2 separate regions of the Mus musculus genome follow, and region 1 is linked to region 2. Evidence: chromatin contacts called from public ChIA-PET data. All regions are on one chromosome and are shown on one strand. Each heading gives the region's core, a stretch centred on a gene start, on an enhancer-like site or on the middle of the called end of the contact. The rest is flanking DNA. Distances are from core to core; before and after follow the strand shown.

Region 1 (2,700 bases), core at 148-2,647, 200 kb before region 2:
ACTGGGTCTTCTGCAAGAAATAAGTGTAAGGGTTGTTTCTCTGTATAGCCCTGGCTGTCCTAGAACTCACTTTGTAGATCAGGCTGGCCTCAAACTCAGAAATCCACCTGCCTCTGCCTCCCAAGTGCTGGGATTAAAGGCATGGGGTGATGGAACACCTGCTTCTAACATCCCGCCCTTTTGTTTATTTTAAAAGGTAAGGAGATGGGGACGGGTGGTGGTAGAAACCACCGTCCTCTTTAGACTGTTTCCTGTTGTCTAGGGGCATTGGCATCTTGGAGGACCCAAGAAAGCTGGACCGTTGGCCAAGGCGTTTCTGTTCAGGCTCTGGGACCTTGGGGCTAGGGAAGTGCAGACTAGGTTGGATCACTTTGCAGTCTCTGAATGATTGGAAATCTGCTGGAACAGATATATATTAGAGATGGAAGGTAAAGGTGAAAAGTTCAGGGGATTGGGGAGGCAGAGGCAGGCGGATTTCTGAGTTCAAGGCCAGCCTGGTCTACAAAGTGAGTTCCAGGACAGCCAGGACTATACAGAGAAACCCTGTCTCAAAAGTTCAGGGGAAATTTTTTTTTTTTAGGTATATAGTTTGAAATGTTTAGCTCAATGATCCTGGTAGTTAGGGGAGAGGAGTCCCAAGACCAGTGAGAGCAGGGGTTGGGGGTGGGACTCTGATCCTCAGGGGTAGGTGGGTGGGGAACATGCGTTGATTGACAGTACTTATCTGGAGTCCATTTGACCTTGAGAGGTGGATTCGAGTTGATTCCACGAAGCTTACAAGGATTTTTTTTTTTAAGTTTACAAAAAAGAGATACAAGTTTTAGATCTGTTAACATTACCACTGTTGTACTGAAATCTGCATTGTAGAAAGAGCAGTGGACTCATGCTTTTGGGTCATAGTCGAAGCTTGGAGACCCAGAAATGATTCTGAGTTAAAAGCATGAACACTCTTTCCAGAGGGCTGGGCATATATATTGGACACAGATTTTTTTTTTTAGCACATTGAGAAGCAATAAGTCTATACTCAGAAAACAACCAAGGGGAATTTATGATCTTGAGTGGTGTGACTCTGATGGTAGCAGCCAGTGCTTACCAGAGCAGATTAATAGATTATCAGAACTCCATTTGTTCTGAACTTTTGAAGTTATCTTAGTGAGGGTTTCATTGCTTAGACACCACGACTAAGGCAACTCTTATAAAGGAAAACATTTAATCGGGAATGACTTGCAGGTTCAGAGGTTGAGTCCATTATCATCAAGGTAGGAAGCATGGCAGCATCCAGGCAGCCGTGGTGCTGGAGGAGCTGAGAGTTCCACATCTTGTTTCAAAGGCTGTCAGGAGACTGTCTTCCACACTGGGAGGAGCCTGAGCACAGGAGACCGCAAAGCCCTCCCCCACAGTGATACACTTTCTCCAACAAGGCCACACCTCCTAACAATGCCACTTCCTGTGTACCAAGCACATTCAAGCCAGAAGAATATTGTTATATTTTTCACATAACAATAGCGTAGGGCTGGAGAGATGGCTCAGCGATTAAGAGCACTGAGTGGTGTGACTGCTCTTCCAGAAGTCCTGACTCCAATTCCCAGCAACCACATGTTGGCTCACCGCCACCTGTAATGGGGATCTGATGTCCTCTTCTGATGTCTGAAGACAGTGACAGTGCGCTCACATACATGAAATAAATCTTTTAAAAAAATAGCATAGAGAAGGGGAAAGCTAGAAACATTTTCCATTTTTAAATATACTTTAAATCATTTCAGTAGGACCTTTACAATCTACACACCTTAAAACACTTTCTTAGACCTTTATAACTTGCATTTACAGATGCTAAAATACTTTTTAAACCGTTACAACCTACTTCACTTTCATATCCTTAGACCTTACATAAACTTTATTTACACTTTTTTTATATCCAGTCATTTACCATAGTTGATTACTGTAAGAAAGCAGTCATTGTAAGGCAAGTTCCTTTATGTAAAATGAATTTGTAATTCTAGCTAGCCCGTATAAAAGATACACAAACACACTATTTTATTTACAAGTCATACGCCTGGACAGGTTTGGAGCTATTTTTAATTATTCCCCAACTATAAAGTCCCTTATCCCTTGTCACTTGCCTTGGACTCATGGTCCATCTTTTTTCACTGTGGCTTCCTCCAGCTCAGTCTCCTCTTCTCCTCCCTCTACCTGCATCCCCCTCACTCCATCCTCAAGTCCTTCTTACCTTTCTCCTTACACGGCCCAATCACAGGGTCCAGCCCTCTATTGACCAGGTAAATAGGGGAGCAAGGTTTACACAGCATCACTAGGTGTGATGAGGATCTATCTGCACATGAGCAGTCACCTCATCCCGAGAGCCAGTATTTAGCATTAGAATACAAGCAGCATCAGGCCAACTCACTACACCTTTAAATAGTGAAATAGTAAAAAGTTACTTTGAAACTAGCTTTGTCCACTTAACTCCTTTCAGAGTCTGATAACAAGGCACACAATGCCTTTCTGCTGGAGACCTAGTAGTGGTTCTCCAGTGAGGCCGGAGAACTAAGAAGGCAGCTGAAGTCTTAGCTGATGTTAAACTGCCAAAGCTGGTAACTACCTAGTCCTCGACACCATCAGAGAGCTGAGAAGAGTAAAGGCCGCCCGAGCAAGCAGGAAGTTCAGACCAAGCAGCTCCTGAGTCTATTACAAACGATAGGG
Region 2 (2,700 bases), core at 109-2,608:
GGTTTGGAAACTTTAGTGTGGGGGAATTCACAGCTGTAATGAAAGAACATATCCAGTTTCCTCCAAAGCAGAATTCTCACATCAGTGTTAACAGTGTCACTGTGCTGTGCGGGGTTGGAGAGCCAGTGTGAGGAAGGAAAGTTAAATCACCCAATGTTAAGCCTGGAGGTGGTGGCCATGCCTTTAATCCCAGCACTTGGGAGGCTGAAGCAGGCACATCTCCGAGTTTGAGGTCAGCCTGTTGTACATAGCAATTTCCAGAACAACCCAGAGAAACCCTGTCTGGAAAAACCAAGCCAAACAAACAAACAAACACAAATAATCCAGTGTCAGACAAGGGTCAAAGGTGTCCAGGAATCAGAGCTGAAGCTAGATCCCTTGGCAGGACAGAATTAGCCAAGCAATGGGAACCAGGCATACATTTGTAAACCCATCCCTAGAAGTTGCAGCCAGAAGGCAGTGTGGAGCAGGTGCATCACCACCCAACCATCAGGTGCTGTGTCCAACCCTTCAGTGCCAACTTTCTCTCCCATTAGTGCCTCTGAATACATGCTGTGCCCTTCCTTCTGTCTCAGCAGACACCTGGGTTTGCTAATTTCTCACTTTCTCACCTGGTGTGCCCTCTCACATCAGAGTGATCAGAGAGATGTGACTCAGACAGAAAGCCAGAGCTCATATCTGAAGGGTGTACACTAGCTTGGTGGTAATGATGGCTGAACATACCATTCCAATGACCAGTTGCACTTAGCCCCAAGATACACACACTCTATGAGAGTTCTGGGGGAACCAAGTCACCAATGCCACCCCTAAATTATTGTCAGGACCTCCCTCTCTGAGACAGAAATTTTTGTCACCCATATTATTCCCATTCTCCTCTCCTTCCCTCTTTTTTTTTTCTTTCATCATTTCTCCTTCCTTGACTGTGCTAGTCATGGAGGAAATTGTTAAATATGCTTTGGATTTCAACTTGAGGACCAGCAACGTGGCTCATCAGTACGTAAAGTCCCTGGTCACCAAGCCTGATAACTTGAGCTTCATCCCTGGGGCCCATATAGTAAAAGTCCAGAACAAATTGACTCCCAAAAGTTGTTCTCTGACCCCAACACTGCACCATGACACACACACACACACACACACACACACACACACACACACACACACACACACACCTCCTTACCACTTACAAATTAATATGATTAATTTTAACTTGGTCTTTTTATTCCTAAGTGTGTGTAAGTTGCTGGTCCGTGGCTCAGCACAGACACCTATATTCTTGCCACTTCCCCCTCTCAGCACTGTGACACTCTACTGGAAACAATCCGGGAGGCAACACCCCCAAGCTTTGTCATTCTGTCACATCTAGCTGAGGACTCATATCTTCCATCCACCCAAACAACAGACGTTTTTCCGGTTCTCTTGTGAACACTGTGTTTTACCACCAACACTAATACATTTTGGTTGCAAGTTGGGTTGCCAGAGTTAGCAAAGAAAAACACAGCCACCCGGTTGTGTTTCTGCTTCAGATAAGCCAGGACAAAGCAGTACATGTCTCATGTAATATCTGGAACATACTTAGGATTTTTTTTAATGTCATTGTTTATTTGAATTTCAAGTTTGACTGGATGCCCTGTGTTTTTCCCTAGCACCAATAGCAGCAAAACACTGTTGTTATTGGTTTAGGTAACTGAGAAGCCTAGAGGCTGCACTGCCTTTAGCATAGCCAGATTTGGGAACCTAAAAGGTGTTACCAAGAACACAGTTTTCTCCTTTCCCTCCATTAAGTTGTCCTCTGCTAAGTCCCTACATTTTTAAGATAGGGTTTAGTACTTGTAGAGCAAGACAGCTCATGTTAGTTCATTTTTAGACAAGGCCTCAATATTTAGCTTAGGCTAGCCTGGAACCCCTGACATTCTCTTGCCTCTGCTTCGGACTCCTGAGTGCTGTCATTACAGCTGTGTGCCCCACACATGGTGAAACAGATAAATGTTAAAGGACAGTAATAGATGGATAGTTGTTTGTTTGTTTGTTTGTTTGTTTGTTTGTTTGTTTGTCTTGTAGTCAAAATATCTGAAGGGTAAAGGAAAATGGTAGAGAACTTTCAGGAAATTTCTTCCATTTTCATCCTTATGCTAAATAGACTTCATTTGTAAGTTTAACTTTAGTCTAAGAGAGGTAGTTAGGACCTATTTAAGACCAGTGATGAGCTTTTAAGAGAGTAGGTTTCAGCAAGAGATGTCAACGTTGTATAATGCTTTCTTTGTTGGAAAAAGCACTCGGTATAGAGGCATAACCTATGACTCATTCCTTCCCCCAGGCCTGGAGACCCCGTCTTGCAATGCTCATTGAGAATGTGGTCTAAGCTGGATGCCCAGATTTCTAAAATGCTGAGGTTGCCCTCAAGCAGTTCATGTCCCACTGGAATAAACAGATAGACACTTGTAAGATAGTGTGGCAGGGGCTGGAGAGGTGGCTCATTAGGTAAGACCACTGGCTACTGTTCCAGAAACCTAGGATCCATTTCCAGGACCTATGTGAGGGCTCACACCTCTGTAACTCTAGTCCCAGGGAATCTGACGCCCTCTTCTGGTTTCCTTGGGCACTGCATGTATATGGCACACAGATGTATGTAGGCATTTGCACATACACACATTAAATAAATAAACAAATGTTTTAAAGACAGTGTGGCTAGTGTACTGCATT

Evidence for each region. ChIA-PET counts read pairs in DNA pulled down with a chosen protein or histone mark.
Region 1: an RNA polymerase II ChIA-PET map of effector CD8 T cells shows a contact between it and region 2, with 8 read pairs. The contact joins two enhancer-like sites. A contact is called at or near these places in 1 of 39 promoter capture datasets (stem cell-derived epiblast-like cells), 2 of 484 Hi-C or Micro-C datasets (embryonic stem cells and myeloid progenitors), 2 of 115 datasets of contacts at active chromatin or transcription factors (effector CD8 T cells and embryonic limb bud) and 2 of 9 other capture datasets (embryonic stem cells and pancreatic islet).

The regions. Positions count from the first base shown.
Region 1 is chr15:36,564,453-36,567,152 of GRCm38.p6, reverse strand. No RefSeq gene overlaps it. Among named protein-coding and RNA genes, the nearest start is that of Snx31, 10 kb to the right of the region's middle. Within about 2 kb of position 1,397, at least 37 of the 459 cell types and tissues checked have an H3K27ac peak or open chromatin away from gene starts, as enhancers often do. A contact at or near this core is called in effector CD8 T cells, where this site is marked.
Region 2 is chr15:36,362,934-36,365,633 of GRCm38.p6, reverse strand. All of the region lies in intron 1 of Gm33936 (a long non-coding RNA gene), which reads left to right. Among named protein-coding and RNA genes, the nearest start is that of Gm33936, 4.2 kb to the left of the region's middle. Within about 2 kb of position 1,358, at least 35 of the 459 cell types and tissues checked have an H3K27ac peak or open chromatin away from gene starts, as enhancers often do. A contact at or near this core is called in effector CD8 T cells, where this site is marked.